Linked DNA regions of Mus musculus: region 2 is linked to region 1. Evidence: chromatin contacts called from public HiChIP or PLAC-seq data. All regions are on one chromosome and are shown on one strand. The core of a region is the stretch at or near the end of the contact, and the rest is flanking DNA. Distances in the headings are between cores, read along the strand shown. Region 1 has its middle 11 kb from the start of Gm15521. Region 2 has its middle 9.6 kb from the start of Gm26435.

The links. HiChIP or PLAC-seq counts read pairs in DNA pulled down with a chosen protein or histone mark.
Region 2: an H3K27ac HiChIP or PLAC-seq map of SST interneurons shows a contact between it and region 1, with 7 times the contacts expected there. The contact joins two enhancer-like sites. A contact is called at or near these places in 4 of 39 promoter capture datasets (cranial neural crest, liver, maxillary cranial neural crest and 1 more), 1 of 15 datasets of contacts at CTCF or cohesin (hippocampal excitatory neurons), 20 of 484 Hi-C or Micro-C datasets (LSK cells, cerebellum, cerebral cortex and 15 more) and 6 of 115 datasets of contacts at active chromatin or transcription factors (SST interneurons, differentiating embryonic stem cells, embryonic basal ganglia and 1 more).

What each region holds. Positions count from the first base shown.
Region 1 is chr9:29,640,815-29,645,732 of GRCm38.p6, forward strand. It overlaps a transcript of Ntm not described here. Among named protein-coding and RNA genes, the nearest start is that of Gm15521, 11 kb to the left of the region's middle. Within about 2 kb of position 2,662, at least 4 of the 459 cell types and tissues checked have an H3K27ac peak or open chromatin away from gene starts, as enhancers often do. A contact at or near this core is called in SST interneurons, where this site is marked.
Region 2 is chr9:30,299,065-30,303,982 of GRCm38.p6, forward strand. No RefSeq gene overlaps it. Among named protein-coding and RNA genes, the nearest start is that of Gm26435, 9.6 kb to the left of the region's middle. Within about 2 kb of position 2,042, at least 6 of the 459 cell types and tissues checked have an H3K27ac peak or open chromatin away from gene starts, as enhancers often do. A contact at or near this core is called in SST interneurons, where this site is marked.

The DNA of each region.
Region 1 (4,918 bases), core at 1,412-3,911:
CCAGGACTCCCCCAAAACTCTACTAGTTGATGGCCAAGATTTGAATACCTGTAACTTTTATGGAGTGCTTCTTATCCAAACTGTAACTAAAACTATGGGGAAAATATTACCTTGAAATATTCAAAGAGCAAGAATCAAACACATCCTACATCAAAAGACATTAAAAGAAAGTGGAGTCTTCCAACTCCAAACCTTGGGAACTGAACAATAGCATCATAAAAGTGGAAGAAGCTTAATAAACAGGCAAGCATTATCAAGGAAGAACAAGTTAGAGACAGAAGGTAGGTATGGGGAAGGAACCGAGAACCACTGACAGAAGAAATAACTTTTAAGAGAGAGAAAACCCAACACAAGCCCACTGGGTTCTTTCCAAAGGGAGTTGAGTAATCATATTCAATGAGATGAAGAATAAATAATGACTTTCAGAAATAAGCATGAAAATCTTAGTAACAGCCAATATGCAAAAACCATCTAGAGTGGCATTTGGATGCAGCCATAGTAACCCAGCATCAGCCACACACCCGTGGTGAGAGGCCTGAAGAAGCAATGTCTGCCTGGTTCTGGGCTGATTGGCTATATTTTCTAGCTTATTCTAAACTTTCAAAGCTGTTGATCTCTGTATCTATCATGTCTGCTGCCATCTTCCCTGAGAGCTTCTCTCCACAGTGAAATCTGAGGAATTAGCCAGGCCAGCATGGGGCCTGACAGCTTCACACACGTTCACCTGCCCTAGCTCAGCTCCTCTAAGAGCTGCCCCTCCCGGCCGTGCGCTCCACATCCTCAAGGCTATTCCACTAAGGTTTTCAGCTTCTTGTCTTCAGTGCCAGGGGCAAGGTGACATTCCTTGAGATTTATTATTATTGTTTTCCATAACCTGAGGAATGTCAGCCCTCTAAAAGCCTCTGTGCCGTGTTGATTTTCTAAGTTAACTCTGACTTAGCATAGATTTATTGGCCAAGTTGGTGATTTACCGTGTGTGTGCTCGTGTCAGCGTACCTGTTTGCCACACGAAGGTGAAGCAAGAGGAAAGAAAATACACTATTTACTTGGCTCTAACGTGTGCCACCATGGGAGCTAATTGCTATCATTGGTACCAATCCTTTCCATTCTCAAAGCTGTCAGGTAAGGAGAAGATATCATTTATCACACGGGAGAACAAGGCTCCAAGAAGCTGAGTGGAGGGCAAGGGTCAAATTGGCTGGGGTCTAATTCTATAGGAAAAAAGAGAAACCAATGTATACAGATGACTGAAAGCATCCACATTCATATGCCAAACAGAAGCACAATGTTACACTGGGATCCAAGCATGTGGAGTGAATGGAAGTCTGGTATTAATTTAGCATGCTTGCTTCCTTAGAGAGCAGCCTGGAACCCTGTTGGTACAGTGTTATCTTCCAGGCAATGATAATTTAGGAAGCTAGGAGACCTCCATTCAAAATAACTGAGTTTGCACCCTGTTTTCCCCAGTTGCTCCGGGCTTCCATTCCTCTCTCCTGAGTGGATGAAACTCCAGTGTGTCATTCTCATTTGCCTGAAGCGAGCAGGGGCCGGAGACATTGTCACAACAGTTCTTATAGCTCAAGCTATTTGTCTGTCCCTCTGAGGCCAATGGTTTCTTTTTGTCCCAAATAGTCACTGTCCCCAGGGAAGCTGCCATCGCCTTGGCTCTGGAATATCACAGACTTTATTGTATCAACAAGATTTTTCTGTTGGAAAAACTAGTCTCTTATCGGATCAATTTGAGGTTGATGTCTCTGGGACACAATTCAGCGTTTCTCATGAACTTCAACCCTCCTGTTGCACTGAGCACATATATCATGGCTCCCACTGACCTCAGGGCAGGAGTGGGGCAGTAAGGTCCTGGGAAGCAGCTTTGCAGCTGTGAGGAGGGAGGGAGCCAACCTGTCTGAAAGGGCTTCCTCATTTGCAATTGGGATAACAGTCAAACTTGTGAGGGCATCTGAAGGGTCAAGAGGTCCACACCCATGCAAACACCTCAGTTACCACCAGCGCTTTTGTGTTCTACATCTGACCTGGGGTTTGTGCTGGCCTCTGTGGTTCTATAAATAAGTACAAGCCTGGCTTCCCATACACACTCAATATTCCCAGATTTGCTGCCCGTGGGATGAACGCCCCACTTTAAAGTACAAGGGAGATGGAGACGGTTTGGTGAGCAATAGTCAAAAGATCTCTTGCTCATGCACCAATGCCAACTCAGTCATCATGTGGCAAGGCACCTAACTCCTGTGAACTGCATTTCCATGGTGCTGCCTACGGTGAGATGGTAGACTGGGCACACATGTGCACAAAAGGTTTCTTATAAAGCCATATTTCACAAAGTCTTACTGAGCTGTCTCTTCGATCTCCAGCACTTCCTCACAAGGCAACTACAATAACATAGCCACTAAACCACACATGAGTGGCCAGCCTAGATAAAACTTCTTATGGAAGCCCAGCACAGATCTTGCTATAGAGAGTTTTATTGGTGGCATGTGAGGGATACCACTAAAATCCTTGGACTAACTATGGCTGAGAACAGTTTTTAGGGGGCGTCAGATTAAGAGCCTGCATTTTTTTAAATCAGCCGTTCTGCCTTCCACTTGTCTGGTGGAACTGATCTCAGCTCTTCTCTTACTGCCCTCTGGTGGCGACCGCTTGCAATTTCATGACTGCGCCAGGCTGGCTCTAGTCTGGGTGTTCCCCCGCCCCCGCCCCCTTGCTCTCAGCACTAAGCAAGTTTATCGTCAGGTATAACCTTCCCCCTGGATTCATGAGCTCAGAGTATGTGACTTCATGTGGCCACAGTTTGAAAGTATATCAAAAATTATATCAACACGGAACATGTGTATTTCCCCACGTCGTTATTCTGTAAACAAAATAGCTTAAGTACATAACGATTATTTTGCGCTGCGTATTTTAAGTAAAACAGGGCTGATTTAGAGCAGTGTTTTTCAACCCTCCTGATGCTGTGACCCTTTACTACACTTCTACATGTTCTGTTGACTCCCAATCATGGAATTATTTTTGTTGCTACTCCATAACTGTAATTTTGATACGATTATGAATTGTAATGTAAATCTCTGATACACAAGACATCTGATATGCCACTCCTGGGAAAAGGTCATGAACCACTGATTTAAATTATATGCACGGATACTTATTCAGATATGAAACTTGAGCATCCGAGGACGTTGGTATCTGTAGGGAGCTGGGCCTGGGAGCTAATTGCCCGCAAACCAAGAAAAATAAAATTTGTCTTTCTCTTCCTCCCCTAAGGCTCTGGACCTCTCTATTGTCAACTGGCCTTGTTTCTCTATGCACGTCCCATCCAGCCCTGAGCTATCGTCTCAGCGGAGTTGATCCTATCATTCTTGCTTAAAACCCTTTAATGATTTTCACTGTCCTCCAGGGAATCTCTGGGTCCTTGGCACAAAATAAAATATGATCGTCTGTGAAGTCTCCTCTGACCACATCCTTCACTCTGAGCCCTGCCTGTGTCCTTGGGTGGATTGGCCAGGCTGCTTTCGATCCTGTAGCCTTCCTGAGGCCCCCCAGCTCTCCGGAGGTCTCTGGGCTCTGCAGTTCTCCTAGGCTTCCTCCCACTGTCTTGCTATGTGTATTCAATGAGTTCCCGGCTTCTCCCCACCGAAGGCTCTTTCCTCATAGAAGCGTACAACCCAGCTCACGTCATTTTTTTCATTGAGGACCTTGTGCGACAACTCCCTCTCCTAGTCCATTTTCAGCACAGGCCTAAGGCCCCGGCTTTCTACTCTGCAGCGGGCTTCCCCACCAGACCATGTGCTCCCTGACCCAGAAATCGCACTTCATTTGCGGTTTGCAAATCTCTCAGTTCTAAGACAAGGTGCTGTGCTAAAATAGAGAACCAACTCAATAAATGTTGTATGAGAATCCTAGGTAGCCAAGACCTTGAAAAATGGCAGCTGCTCCAAGGGGGAAAGGTAATCGCGATCGCTTTTATTTGCTCAATGATAACAGTGACTCCCGTGAGCGATCATAATAGATTTATTATAAGCAAGCCACCAGAAAGATATTTTTATTCTCTCTTTCGATGAGCCGGCTGCTGCATTATTCACTGAAATGCAATACTATCTCATTTAATCATTACACGAGTCCCAGGAGCTGAGATGAGGGCAGGCGGTGGATCTACTCTCAGTATGAGAAACCGGAAGTTGGGCGGTGACCAATGACCAAGCACCTGAGGATAATATGAATGCCAGAGAGTGAGCCCAGTGTCTACAGCTGCTCTCACAGCAACACAGGTCTGCTATCTTTCATTAATACTCTCCCACCTCTTCCTAAGAGAGGCGCGTCCCTGGAGACGAAGCCAAACACAGAAATGTGCTCTACCTGCAGAGCCGAGCTGTAAAAGCAATCATCCTAGCTTCTCCCGTCTTGCCTTCGGTCCCTAATCAGTTATGGGAGAAATGACAATTCAGAGAGGAGAGGAGACACCCAAGAGGGGCTGCAGCTCACTGGAGGGACCCAAAGGCTTTGTTCCCACAGCTGCGATGTCCAGCTGGCAACACGGGAGCGTAGACATGTAAGATTTGGGTGGGTGACACGGAGACAAAGGGAAAGCGGCACGTCGAGTGAATTAGTGAAGGTGAAATAAACGGTGTTCAGCAACAGATGGGGCTGGGGCTGGGTAATTTTCTTCTGTCACCTCCCCTCAGGTAATAGATAATCCTGCAGCTGCCAGGGCTCCGGGGAAGACAGGCGCACAGCCCCAGTATCCTTCCTGTTGGGAGCCATGCCCCTCATCCCTTAACCTGTCTCCATGATAAAAATCTTAAGAGAGCAAACTTTTTGCAAGACGTATAGTGGCGATTTAACTCAGTCCCGGCTAAGGTTGCTATCTGTCAGGCTGTCGGGGTGACAGGCAGATTTGTAAATGCTC
Region 2 (4,918 bases), core at 792-3,291, 660 kb after region 1:
CGGTCAGAGTTGGAATCACAAGCAATTGATTTTTGTTTGCATATAGCTTTGATATACCACAGTTCAGTAATTTTCCAAAAGGACAAAGGGCCTCTGGCAGACGGTGGCCTTCCCCTGTATGATTGACACCAACTCAACTCTTATGTTTGAGAAATTAACGAATCCCACAAGAGCCCTTTGGAAAAAAGAGAATAATATATTTTTCTCTCTCTTGGCAGGAGTCCTGTTTGATCCTTATTTGTCTCTAAAGTCCATAAGACAGACTCAAGGGAAAAGCAGGGAAAGAAAATGCTGGTTCATAAGCAACTGCTATCTAAACCATACCTGGAAATTACAACTCCTTTCTCACTCAAGGCGCCCACTTCCAAAGGCCCTGCCTATCCTCCCTGCCTATCCTCCCTTCCAAAGGCCCTGCCTATCCTCCCTGATGCCTCTGGAGAACGGTCCCCAAGTTTTACTTTCCTGGACATCAAGCTTCTCTCATTGCATCTCTGGCTCCTGCATTTTGCTTTGATTACATATTCTTCTTAATTGACCTGTTTGCTTGCTGCATTCATTTTCCAAATTCATCTTTGCTTAGACATAGAAATCATCATCCTTACCCTTCTGATTTGCTCATCCCTGACCCCACCCTCTCCCGAAGTTAATGACATCAAACAGTTTACGAATAGCGTGACCAGTATAATCAACCATGCAAACCCAAATTCATCCGAAAGAGAAGGGAGAGTAATAATCAACCCAGTATTTTGACTGTAAATTGAGACTGTCCTGGGCAAACTGAAAACATATTGTCAGACTCTTCTATGTGGATGGATTCTACAACCTGCAACATGTATATGAACTGCTGGTATATAGCTTTCTTGGTTCCATGTGAACCTCAAACTAGATTTTGGAAGTTCAGTAAATATACAATCCAGGACTCAAAGGGAGCTTAAACCTGCATGGCGGTCTAGAGACCCTTTTTCAACTCTCTGCTGCCCCCACGTGGTACATGACATTTTCAGGAGCGGATTCCCACCTGCCTATTCTCTGTTCTAACAAAGACTGAGCAAGTAGCAATTATTGACGTCTCTGGGGAAGAGAATAAGTGAAGCAAAGGGGCTAGAGCAGTGATCTTGGGAAGCCAAGGCTGACCCCCATTATTAACAAACCTAGCATAACTCCCTCCTGTATCCCTCCCTTCCCAAGAGACACCGTTGTTCTGCTATTGCTCCCATTCTCACCATAAGAATGGAACAAGGGTCAAGCATATGCCAGACAGAGGGCTTCAAGAGAAGCATGGTGGACAGTGGGGTCAGGTCGGTTTTTTGAGACCCAAAAGACTTATAAGCTTCCCAGGAAAGGCTATGTATGAGAAGGCAGGTGGCTGGGGATGGGAGAGGGTAGGTGTGGACTGAATGGGACAGATTGGGAAGAAGCTGGATAAGAAAAGAGCAAGGCTGAGCAGAATCGGAGCTCAGGCAGAGTATCCCATGATCTGCAAGGCAGAGGATCAGTAAATAAATGGGACAAGTCAAAAGGCCACGGCAAGGGAAAATAACCACAAATAAGTGGGATTGTGGAAGAGATGTGGAAGTCGACTGTGTCTTTCACTACCACAAGCATTCCTGGACATGATAGGACTGGTATCCTCCACGGGCAAAGAATGAGAAAACACAGTGTACCCAACCACGCACTGGCCATTTAGAATAGATGCTCCAAATGCTTATATGGTTAAAATACCTTGAAAATAGAGGAACAGCTCTGCCTAATCTGACTCATTATTTGGCGCTAGAAGCCTAATGCAGCTGGTATGCAAAGAAGGAGAGACCAAAAGAGCCCATCCCATCTCTTACAGACTTCTTTCTTCCTCTAGCAAGCTCCAATTTCCTTCATCTTATCTGGCAACCTTAAGGGCTCCCACCCAGAGGGCAGTATGTATGTATCTCTGGGAAACACGGTATTCAGACCTCCTAAAAATGGCTGGCTTGTGAACGGCTGATAATAAACCTGCCAAATTCCGCATATGGCCCAGATCCCTCTCCTGTTCCTCCTTTCAAAGAGCCTGCTTTTGCTTCGAGTACTATCCGAGCTGTCTCTGCGGATTAGTGTTTATATGCAGCGAGTGCTGCAGTTAGTTAATAATGTCAAGATCATTGAGCCTCCCTAATGAAAGAGATACACAACATCAACTGTCATTTTAAACAAACATGCAATCAGGATAGCAGTGCTGGAAATATGAGCAGCCTAATTTCATGGAGGTGATGCGAGAGCCGGGCTGCTTCCCGGCGCTTCCACTGGCAAGCTCCATTTCACAGGATTTCAGGGGAAACGGTGGATTTTCACAAGAACCACAAAATTGTCGGTTCTGTGAAAAAGAAATTGCTTTAGCAGCTGGAATCCAGGAGGACAAATAGGTGCACTGATTATATCTTCATTGTTCACCAGAGCCACGGTGCTCAGCAAGTTGTAATTATGCCGTGAAGAGCTCGGTTCTGATAGTCAAGTCTTTCCCCATGTGCATATAAACAGTATTATTCTATTTGTTATCAAAGGCTTGCAGACAACCCTGCAGCATGCATGCATATATATATATATATATATATATATATATATATATATATATATATATATATATTCAATATATGCGAGCCTATAGAATCAGCTGTGGTCTGTGGTCTGTTTGGGCCAGAGAAAAGCCATCAACACACATATGTGTTCTGTCTGGTCCAGCTTTAACCCAAGGTGCTCAGCTCACTCGCCAGCACAGAAAGAATAACAGAAGAGAAATAGGGTAGAAAATAAAAATATGTATAAATTCATTAAATTACATAGAATGATAGAAAAGCTATGGACAACACAGAGTGGAGACACTACCCACTGAGGTTTGATTAATATTAATTAGTCACCTTCGAATGGCCTCCCAATATGCCGTGCAGCAGTCGTACCTTCCAGCTGAATTCATTTGCCAGTGATACTGGCATAGTTTTCAAACCCCAGCCCATACATGAATCTCTGGCAGTTGCCAAGGTCTTTGGTTCATTGGCATTGTTCATTAACTTCAAGTTTCTCTATTCCTAGAGTCTGACTCCTTCAGCCATCCTCTAGAGAGACAATCTGGATGCTTCTTTCCCCCCGTCTGTTTGCAGGTATACAGAACTCCTTTGAGTGTAAATGTTACCAGCCTTGACTGAGAGATGCCACTGAGCTAGGCTAGGGAATCCGACCTGGTATAATATTAAACCTGGTAAAAATGATAACTGTACAGAGCTAAGACTCCAGAGAATGCCTAAAGTTCTGTGAGGAGGCCCAAAGCAGGGACAGAAATGTGCAAATACATTCCCTTCATGGGGGTGGCCTTGCATGAAACTCATAAGTCAAGTTTCATATTTTTACTGTCCTTCTCAAAAAAATACATGACTCCTACACAAAGGAACTAGGAAGCCAAGATGGAGCAAGATAGATATTAGAAGCTTGTAGCCGTGCCATTAAGTCATGTAAACAGCTGTCTCTAACACATCAATAAGTTTAAGTGTCATACTTTTCCAATCCTACTATAAAAGAGAATGCCTTCCAGGTAAACAGCATGGCCAGCAAGGGAGAGTCTGTAACAGAATCCATCACTGGCTCTCCACAAGCAAGAACAACAAGATGACATGAAGAAGTGGGGACAAGAGGTGAGAAGAAGTGTGGAAGAGAAGGGCTTTTCATTTTCTTTTAAAGATGTTAATCTTTAAATATTTAGGAATTGTACAAGAAAAAGAATTTGGGGGCTATCAAGAGTTGCATATCAATGAGATTGAAATATTGAGAAGAAATAAATGAAACTGAACTGGTTAGTCCATGGAATTGTAACTGCCCATTTACACCTGCAAAAAAATAAGATGAGTTTAAGAAAAAAAATCAGAAAAAAAAATAAGGAGAAAATGAACCCAAGTCATAAGACTGGGGGTGGTAATGTTATTTAAAGTCCATTAGCAAAATTGGGGAAGAATGATATTTATATCCGGGGACCAAGAGAAATTAATAAGAAAAAGCATGCTGAGGTCATAGACAGCAATAAAAATCATGATTCAGAGAGAAGGCATCCTGAGATCACAGGTAGTAATATAACAAATGATTCAGAGGGGAAAGGAGATGCTGAGTTTCTAAGAAAGAGCCCTGGATGTCCAATGAGAAAACCAGAGTCCCACCTCTATATGTTATCTGGAAAACTACTCCACCTTGCTTTTCTTTGTGAACAAAAGAGAAAATTAGGTTAAGTTATCCTAACAAATTCTGTCACTAGACTTTATCACACATATGACGTGACCATTCCAGATGACCCAGAATCAAATAAATGTCCTGGTGGTGCTGAGAACTGGTGGGATGCTAAAGGCATCTTGACACAGGCTACGGAATTAGAAAGAGATCAAAGGTAGCCTGCTCTTAAAGTTGTGTCAAAGCTGAGTCCACACTGATTGGCTGCTGGGTAACTGAGTGTGCCTGAGACGCAAGTAATCGATAGGATGGTTAAGATCTAACACCCTCAATCATATCCCCTAAATCTCTGTGTTTCCTTTCACACAGATATAGTTTTCACAGAAGGGCCAATCTGGCACAAGACTTCTGCACGTAACCTCCTTTGGGGATAACGCCTACTTTTCCTTCATACGGAAGAAAGAAAGGATACATTCGAAAAGCGAGGTCAGGACAAGATGGTTGATCCCTCCTTACAGAACAAGTTACCTTCCAGAAAGATCTGGTTCTATTAGTGACTCTGTCTCTTTTCTGTCTCCCCACAAAGGTTTCTTCCCGCTAAGCAGTAGCCCCTCAGCCACCACTTTGTACAAAGGTGTCCTAGTGACTGCTCTGTGCTGGGATGAACACCATGACCAAGGCAACTCATAAAAGAAAGCATTTCCTTTTGCTTACAGTTCCAGAGGGTTTGGGCTCCATG